Linked DNA regions of Triticum aestivum: region 2 is linked to region 1. A link is a contact called in public Hi-C data. All regions are on one chromosome and are shown on one strand. The core of a region is the stretch at or near the end of the contact, and the rest is flanking DNA. Distances in the headings are between cores, read along the strand shown.

Region 1 (4,755 bases), core at 810-3,309:
AAAACGCTATTTTGGCGCGCTAAATTCTTTTTAGCGCGCGGCTCCGTAGGGCGTCTGTTGGAGATGCTCTTTGAGTTGCCCCAAGCATGCAGCCCATCGAGAAACAGTAAAACTGAGCCACCTACGATGCCTCACAGCGATTTGGGGCTCTTTACCGTTCGATCACGCTGTTGAACGTCTCAGATCTTTTAACTGTCGTCCCAGGAACCCCGCTCGGGCCGCTGCTCCGGAAAACGGCCTTGGTGGCCTGTGGTTAAGCGGGCCTTTTCCAGTGGGAATACGGTTTGGACGGCCCATTATCACTTCTTTGCTTAGCGGCCTGCCCAGGCTTCGCTTCTCTGGCGGAGACGGTTCAGGATTTACACGAGAAGGAGGGGCACCCCTAAAAAAAAGCGAGAGGGAGGGGCGCCTCGCCTCCTTCGCCTCCATGCAGCCGAGAACCTGCACCACGACCTCGCCTAGACCGGGGCAGGGCGCTCGATGCGCGTCCCTACTGACGACATGCTTGTCCCAGAGTATTGGCTTCACCTCTCGCCGATTCAGCCATTCATGTCCCCTCTTTTCCCTACTCTCTCTCTCTCTCTACAAATATTAACGCAATCTGACCAACAGAATTCGCTGCATGTCATTCGTCCAGACCCTGTCACTGAATCCTACCCTAGCAAGCAAGCACGGTTGAGAGGTCACACGACCAGCGGGACGGTGGCTGGATGCCTTCTCACCTTTCCGTGTAGGTAGTTTTGGCAAGATGATACAAGGAGTAGATAAGGACTAAAGTTGTTGCTCTGCTAATGGTCTATGAGCACGATCATATTCCCAGTGTCGTGCATTGCATCTGCTTCATGTTTATTTATTTTTCGGAAAAGAATTTGAAGATCTTGCGTATATTTTGACCTCAGTTTGTGCGAGTAATATAAAAATTGGGGGTACCTAGAGTTTTCACAATTGATAACCGGTGGATTAGTGAAAAATGAGTACTGCTGGTCAGACCTCATGCCTTATGCATGATTTGGAGCTATAACTCATGTGCAGTTGGTAGTTGCTTGAAATCGAGTGACCAGAACACACCCCTTTATTGGCCATGTTTAGTTATTTCATGAAAATTTAGAGTTTTTGGACTCTCTGAACCATATACAGATATCATTATTGCTGACCTTGAATTAATAGATAAAATTTGCGATTCAAGTATATATGTTATTCGTAGCATGGCATCATATATAGCACCACAGAAGATCATTTTTTAGAACTTACCCATTCTTCACTTGTTAATGGGCACTTCTATTTCAAATTTTGAGAAAGGAGATGGAGTAAGTTCTTTATCTCATTTTTAACTAATCTCCAAGAACTTAGCTCTGCCACTTCAATTTAATTTATATGCGATTTTTATTTATTTTTCTAACTTTCAAGAAGTATAACGAATAAAAATATACATCATGTGCACATTTATTTTTGGCTTAAGTGGTGAAGTTAAGTGTGCAACAATTCAAAATTTCCACAATTGCTAAAATGCTTAAGGAGGACAATTTTTTATATTGCCTTTACATTTATGAGACCTGACATGGAAACAACACAAATCTTCAGGCGCAATTTAAAGGAAACCAGCGGCAATATTCATTATTACCCTACCTTCAGGTATAAACCATCCCTTGTTTTCTCACAATGAATCATTCATGTATCCTCAGTTTCAAGTGTTCGGTATTTATTACATGTTATAACTCCAAATTTCTTAGACATTATCATCGTTACAGTACTAAAGATGGACGGGCGCGGCAAAGCGCGCCTTTATGATCCAGTAGTGCAGAAAATAGCTTCAGTAACGCGAGTGTATCGCGGGCTCACCGACAGGGTAGGCGTCGATGGGCTGCTCGCTGGGAGCAGGCGCCGACCCGCTGCCGCGATACATCGGGTGGAGTGGCTAGGCCCTCAGCCGCCGGGTCGAGAGCCGCCGCCGCCGTCTCTCGCAGAGGAAACCCAAGGTTGCGGTGCGGCGGCCGGCCGTGGTGGAAAGTTTCAGGAAAGGACCTGCCCTGGGTAGTTATTGCAACTGGACCCGTCAATGACCCTGACAGGTGGGGCCAGCAGTTCAGGACTTCAGCCGTTTTTGGATCCCAACGGAGAGCAGAGCTCCTCCGTCCCCATCGCCGCCGGTGGCCGCCCCTCCGGCCCTACAGCCCTACCCCACGCCCCCCTTCCTCCCCCTCCACGCCTAGCGCTGCCCCTTCCCCCCTCCCTCCCTCCTCTGCGCGAAAAGGGTCGACGGAGATGGCGGAGGAGGCGGGAAGGAGGAGGCGCGCGGCGGTGGTTGTGCTGGGCGACATCGGCCGCAGCCCGCGCATGCAGTACCACTCCCTCTCCCTCGCCAACCAGGTGCTCCACTAACGAATCCGTAACCTCGCGTCCGTTTTGGCTGGATTGAATTAGATGACTACGGGTTGGATCCATTGCGCGGTGGCCATTGACTATTCACAATTACCAGGCACACTGCGCCTGTATTTACCATGCATTTTTCTCTTGAAGCAAGTAGAATAAATTTTGGAAGCTCAGACATGCTCCTTGTTGCATATTCTTGTGTTCCAGCATAGGTTTTACTAGTAGAGTAGTATCTTAGACTTAGCTGTTCGTTATTCTTCTTCTTAACAGGCCGGCATGGAAGTCGACATTGTTGCAAACGGAGGTATTCTGTCTTCACACAATTTCGTTTTGTTGTTGAATTCTACTGCCAAATGGTAGAACGAAGCCATCTATTTACTAGATGCATGTTAAGGAACGTCAGACAGGCTGGAGTTTCATCAGCTCTCAGTGTTATTTTTGTTGAGATCTGACCTTGTATCCTGTTCTATGTCTATGAGCAGGAAGTGATCCCCATTTATCACTGAGAGAGAATCCATCAATTCACATACACGAGATGGTATTGATCGTTTAAGATATTATATTCTCTCCCTTTTCTCCTACTACAGTTAACTTCAAAGTTGTCTCTTCAGAAATCAGTGCAGTTATCGGGAATTTCAAAGATATCTGGTGCCCTGGCTCTGCTACTTAAAGCTGCCATCCAGTTTATCATGCTGATTTGGTTTCTCTGCTTTAAGATTCCTCGCCCTGATGTCTTCATTGTTCAGGTAAAATTACACGCAGCTTTCTTACTTGCATATGTGGTTCAGAATTACATGAACCACATGTCTAATCACTACCATTGTCGGCAAATTAGTTCTTTTTAAAGAGAATCAACAATCTAGAATTCGTTGTCCACCATGCTAAGTAAATGAATAGTCATAGTTGGCTTATTGTGCAGCTTAAGTATTTAGTTCAAATTTGAACTAGACCCACGTCACTTATTTATGAATGGAGGTAACAAATAGTAACTTATGCTATGATATATGTATAGTAACCTATTGTTGGCACCATTCTCATTTTGGCAATGCTGATTGTAGTATATTTACAGAATTGCTTACTCTGACCCTTACTTAGTTACAGAATATGCTTCAGTCTCATCCCGTTAAGATTTAATCACCTAGAGTCCTTTTTGATTCATATATTTAAAGATTCTTTTGGTAATAAAAATGTCAAATTTAGTTATCGTGTTTCACAGTAACAATGAGAGACCTGATTTCTGTCATTTGACCATCATTTGTCCAATAGAATCCACCCTCCGTTCCAACATTGGCGGCTGTGAAACTGGTTAGCTGGCTAAGAGGTGCTAAATTTATTGTGGATTGGCATAATTTTGGATATACTTTGCTTGGACTGTCTCATGGCAGAAGTCATGTAATAGTCAAAGTCTATTTCTGGTAACCCCTCCAACCATATTTGCTTATCTGCTACTCTCTCCGTCCTTCAAAGAGTGTACTTCCAACTTTGTTGGAGCTTAAAGTTTGACCGAGTTTGTGCAAAAATATATCAATGTTTGTGAAACCAAATAGTTATATAATGAAAATATATTTTATCATGAATCTAATGCTACTAAGTTGATGGCATGAATGTTGACATATTATTGTATAAATACGGTCAAACATAAAAAAAATTGACTTTCCAACAAAGTTGGAAGTACACTCTTTAAAGGACAGAGGGAGTAGACTGCTAGTGTATCCTATTGGTCATGTGTTTAGCTTGTGATGTTTTTATGTATTCTAGGTTCGAGAAGCACTTTGGGCGGATGGCTGATGGTGCCTTTTGCGTTACGAAAGCAATGCAACATGAGCTTGCTCAAAATTGGGGAATCAAGTAAACAGATTGAACTTCAATTTTCTTATTTTTCCATAAGGGCTGTTGTACGCATGCTGCAGTTTATACTAACATAACCACAATTTTCAGAGCAACAGTTCTTTATGATCATTCTCCTGAATTTTTCCGTCCTGCTTCCTTGACTGAGAAACATGAGGTGAGCATTTGTTGTCTGTTCTGCCTTCGCTACTTGCGGTACTGCATAACAGCATATGTAGCCTTAACACATGAAATAGTTGTTCTGCAGGTTGGGTAGTTCCATTTGTGGTGCTATGGGCAGTGCTGATTGCATCTCTGTTGGTATGTTGTTCTGCAATCAACCAGATTTTTTTTCATGATATAAGCATATTCCAGTTTAATTTATTTTATTTGGTTTTCTCTTCTTACGACAAAGAAAAAGAAGTGGAAGACAAGAACACTACTGTACTTACTGGCAAGATTGATGGTGGAGTTTCGTTGAAGCCTAATAGACCTGCACTTGTTGTGAGCAGCACAAGCTGGTATGTTCTCTTGAACTGAGTAGTCCCTGTTGTTGCA
Region 2 (5,004 bases), core at 1,367-3,866, 210 kb before region 1:
CACACTGCACCTCGCACATGCTCCTCCTATAGTCTCTTTACCTGCAGTTCAACTGGGCAGTTCGGTTGGTACAGGTGTGCTATCTTTCTACCCCCACTCCTACTGCTCTCCTGGACAGAGGAGTTTCACCAAAGCAGCCATCGTGCAGCCTGAGCAGAAGGCGCACACGTTGTCTCCGAGACCTTTGCGTCGCGGACTAGTTGCAGCCGGCGGTTTAGGTCTTGGTTTTGTCTCTCGATCGGTGCGGTGTCTTTTCATTCTCCCGCTGCTTGGTCTAATGGAGACGGGGCAGACGGCACCGGGCGACGCTGAATTCTGGTGGCGGCCACGCGTAGTCCGCACCTGTGCTCCGCGGAAACAAAGTGGAACTTGGGAGCGCGCTTCCTTCCTTCCTTCCTTCCGCCGCGGACGAACCGAACCGACCACGCTCCCCTCCCTGTCCCGGAAGCCCTTTTGAAACCGTGATCCAGCTCGATGCTTCTTTTCTTTTCAGGGGGAGAATCTTGTCAGATTATAGTACTATAGCTAGCTCTCTAGCTAGGCCCGGGGCGGTCGGTCTTTGACTTGTTGTGTCGCACACAAACATGCCGGAATGCTTTGCTGCCTCAAAGATTTGCGCCGAGATCTGTACATCATTAGCACGGGGCAACGTGCTTTGAAAGGCCAGCATGCCTAGCTAACTAGTTTGACGTTTTTAAGCTGCTGCTAGCACGATCATGGCCGGCCTATTCTGACCCTTTTTTCCGGCGGTGCTATTAGTAGTAGCTTTCGTTTGTTTTCCTGCCTAAGCGGGCAGACAGACCCAGCAGCACTAGTTTACTCACCCACGACGGGAAAACAAAAGGTTCCCTCAGATCCGTGGTGGTGCAAACGAACTAAAAACGTGGCGGAATCGTCGTCCGGAAAGGCGAAAAAAAGGAGCTTTTCATTCAAGTACAAGCAACCGGTTCCTTCCTCCCCGTTCCCATCCCACGCGCCGTGCCAAGCACGTTGCGGCGACGCCCGGGGGACAGACCGAATCGGCCGGGCACGCACGCCCTGCGCCGATGAGAAAAGCACCTCCAGCCCCAGATGCAAGCCACGGGAGAGGAGCACGTTGAGACGAGCATCCATGGATGCCGCCCATCCACACTCTTCCGTTGCCCATGTCACGCGGTTTCACGAGGCCGGCGACCAACCACAGGCCAACAGGTGGCGCCACCACGTTGGAGGAGGGGAGGAAGCCACGGGGCTTCCGAGGGTCGTCGTCGTCTTCGCCGCCGTCGCCGTCGCCGCGTGTGTGTGTGGGTGGTCCGGGTGCGCCAGAGCCGAGAGCGAAGGGCCAACGGACGGACAACCGGGCAGTTGTTTATCTGGAACGCCATGAACGTGCTCCATTTCGTTATTCTAAAAAAAAAAGGCAATGACGCGTACGCACGTCCAAGTCTCCCACCACAACCCCCATCCCCTTTTTGACAAGTTGGGCTCCAACCCTTTTGACCGTTTCTCACCCACCCTTCCCCTCCGCCATGAACTGCTGCTTGCCAATTCGGGGATTGGTTTCTTAATTTTTTTTTTATTTTTTACATTTCGGTTCATGGTAGTATACTACTGAAACTGTATCAGTGGTGACGCCGGAGAAAGAAGAATTGTTGTTTCAAGCTAGTACTACGTACTTGTCTTTATTTCAAGTTATTATTCGGTTCATGAACTCAATCTCTGGGCGACCCATGATGATGAGCCGCGCAGAGATCAAAAGAATTTGTCAACCAATCAATCAAACAAAAAGGGCTTACTATGATCTCAATCTTCCTTCCTTCTTTCTTTCCCTACTCGAATTTTTACGCAAAGAATACATTTAAAAGTGCTCTACAAACGATCTCTTGAAGCGGGCAAGCCGTCTTGCTCCGTCCGTCCGTGCAGATCAGAGGGCGAAGGCGCCGTCGGTGCTGGCCAGCCCGAGCCACGAGGAGGACGACGCCGACGCCGACGCCGACTTCTCCTCCGAGTCCTTGATGGCCGCGGCGGCCGGCGCCGGGCGGGCGTAGGGCGCGCGCGCGCCGAGGCGGTCCTTGCGCTTCTCGAAGAACCTCTGCAGCGACGCCTTGCGCATGATGGGCAGGTCCGCGAGCGCCGTCTTGTCCGCCGGGAGGAGGGCGGGGGCGGGCACGACAGCCGCGCGCTCGACGCCGGCGGCGGCGGCCATGCGCATCACCTCGGCCGCCTTGTCCGCGGGGAAGTCCTCGAAGACGACCACCCTGCCGCCGTAGAAGATGGTGAGCGGCGTGGCCGTGGCGGGACCCGCCTCCTCAGCGGCCGCCGCGGCCGCGTGCTCCTGGCCGACGTCGGCGCCGGGCATGAGGCTGAGCGTGGTGGCCGGGGGCGCGCGCGGGGCGACGGCGACGGAGGACATCTTCTGCTCCGCCTTGACGTACTGGCTGAGGACGCCGCACGCCAGCGCGAACCTCCTGCTCTTGCTCTCCACCGCTGCCATGGCAACACTTGTTGTCTCGTCTCTTGGCCGGGTGCTGCTGCTTCTCGTTGACGATGATGGATGGTGAAGGTGAAGTTGCGGTGTGGCTGTGGTTACTCTGTGAACGGATGGCTGTGGGGGGTGGGATGTGAGGTACCTTGGGGAGGGGAGGGCGGTTATATAGGGGGGTGGGCGGTCTCAGCGGAAGGGAAGGGAGGGAGAAGCACGCACGCAGAGTCGCATCCTCCATGGCTGGCCTCCCTCTTGGTTTGTTTTTTGAATAAATTAGGCGAGTGAAGGAGACGTGGTGGTGGTGGAGGTGGTGCGGGGCACGAAGAACACGTGAAGATTGAGCAACCCGAGTTTCCTTTGCCCGGGGGGCGTGAACCAGGGACGCGGGTCGTCTGACGTACGGCCCACACACTGACGTGTGGGCCCGGACCCACCCGTCAGCGGCCCAACGGCAGGGGGGCGTACGTCAGGGGATCCGGCTCCGTGAACCAGTGAGCTTGCAGCTGAATGCAAATGAATTTAAAACTACTCCATCCAATTTTAGTGTCAAGAACGCTTTTATATTATGAAACGAAATGAGTACATATAAAGGAAGAGCGGCAACTGTACAGCCAGCTGGTGCCAGAAGAGGGCGCATCATTCGAACGGATGCGCTCGTGCGTGCGCGGTTTGCAAACATATAGCGACTCCTTCAGAATTAAGGGAAAAAAAACTGTGCAAACATGGATATATATGTTTTTTTATGTCTGTTTGCTTTGCTGACAAGTGGGCCCCGTCTGTCATACGGAGAGCATGTGATAGTCGATTCGTCCCATCCACCGCCATGTTGTCGAGCCACTCCTCACGCAAATGGCAGCAGGCGATGGAATGACCTCGAATGAAACGGTGGTGCCCCCGCAAAAAAAAAAGAAAATAAATGTTGGCGAGCAAGAGGGTTGTGTCATTTGAATATGCCTGTGTAGCTCAAGAACACGGTCAGTCCGCAAATTACGTTGTCATCAACACCAATACACTTCGGGAGGAAATGCCCTTTCACAACATGCCTTTTGGATGTTCTATTTGTATTGTTCATGCATTCTTTTATGAACATGAAGTGCACGAATCCACAATACTATCACCATGCCATAATTTTCATGCACTCAGGGTCAGTCTTATTATTAATGCGCTCTTGTATGAATGTAAAGTGCATGAGTTGTATGTTGTATGAGCCTTGTGTGATACCGTTGGAAGAGATTACCTGGTAGCATCGGATGAGACTTCGAGGCTGTTTGGTTGGTTACTCAAAATGCCACACTTGTTTGGCCACACTTGTGGCACGTCAAGGATTGTGGCGAACAAAACCAGTGCCGCACTTGTGGCGAGAAATTCTACTGCAAAAAGCTCTTTGCATGTGTGGCGAGCCAAACCTTCGTCAGCAAACAAACAGTTGCCTACGGAGTTGTGGCGTGCCGCACCTTTGGCGTGGCAAGGCAAGACTGGCAACCAAACAGGCCCTTCTTGTTAGTGTGTGTGCTTTGTTTGAGTCCGCCAAATGAGTTTGGCGATAGTGTGCGTGCTATGTGAATGCCTCAAGATATGTGAGAATAGTGTGATGTATCCATGCCGAAGAAAAAAAAATATCGCATTAGAAATCACCACCGGACACATGCACGCTCATTGAAGATGTTAGTTGAGCATTTTTTGGGTCAAATAGTTCAAAACTATTTGTTAGTACTCCCTCGGTTCCATTTCAGTGTTAGATACACATGTTTGAGCGACAAGTAATATGGATCAAAGGGAGTAATATGTATCTGTCAATCTCATCTTTAAACAACATTATGCTTTCATAACTTTATTAAAAAAAATCGTATGTTGTGTGTTTTTTTGCGGGTTAATTTTGTTGGGTAATGTATTCCACCTATCTTGTAATTTACAAACTTCTAAATTCATACAAAAAATGATTTCTTGTCCTCTTAAGCGAAAATGGTTTATTTTCACTGAGTTATTCTTTTAATGCTAGGTTTTCATATGTAACAAACAATTACACACACTCACGATGCTTCAACTATCATACAAACTATCTTAAAGTCATGTGTGAGAAGTGGGTAAGAATGGATCTGCTAATAAACCTTGTTCGAAAGACGAAGATTTTAGTATAAAGTACCGCGAAATGATAAAGAGAATGTTCAACAAGGTGTGTCATATCAAAGTCTTTGTAAAACTTCATATTTTAATCCTTGTGGTTATGTAGTGCACCACTAAATTAAAGGTTGTTGAGAATTTCTCAAGTTTTTGTTGTACTCATCTGTTGCACTGAAAATAAACAAAGTTGTGTACATATATCTATCCACAACGGGCAGTTAAAATTATATAAATTTCATCCTGAATAATTATAGGTATTTTCCAAAAAATTCAGGTGCAACAATATCATTAAGTTTGTACGCATATATTGATCATACAAGATTTTTATACTATTATATTTTCACTAACACAATGAATACTATATAAAGAGAAACGACTAAAGTTGCTTGGTACAAAGTACATTTCAAAGAGTTGATCTA

Evidence for each region. Hi-C and Micro-C count contacts between places; a contact is called where the count stands out from the background.
Region 2: a Hi-C map of leaf shows a contact between it and region 1, with 5 times the contacts expected there. The contact joins the promoter of LOC123093395 here to the promoter of LOC123093393 in region 1. A contact is called at or near these places in 5 of 5 Hi-C or Micro-C datasets (leaf, root and an unstated tissue) and 1 of 1 datasets of contacts at active chromatin or transcription factors (leaf).

What each region holds. Positions count from the first base shown.
Region 1 is chr4B:581,409,814-581,414,568 of IWGSC CS RefSeq v2.1, reverse strand. It overlaps LOC123093393 (UDP-glycosyltransferase TURAN), which reads left to right and starts at 2,059. Exons shown (of 16, transcript XM_044515350.1): 1 at 2,059-2,367; 2 at 2,641-2,674; 3 at 2,853-2,908; 4 at 2,982-3,116; 5 at 3,637-3,785; 6 at 4,129-4,218; 7 at 4,309-4,375; 8 at 4,455-4,518; 9 at 4,619-4,718. The coding sequence starts at 2,263.
Region 2 is chr4B:581,618,387-581,623,390 of IWGSC CS RefSeq v2.1, reverse strand. It overlaps LOC123093395 (protein TIFY 11b), which reads right to left and starts at 2,616. Exons shown (of 1, transcript XM_044515353.1): 1 at 1,778-2,616. The coding sequence starts at 2,473. The coding sequence ends at 1,904.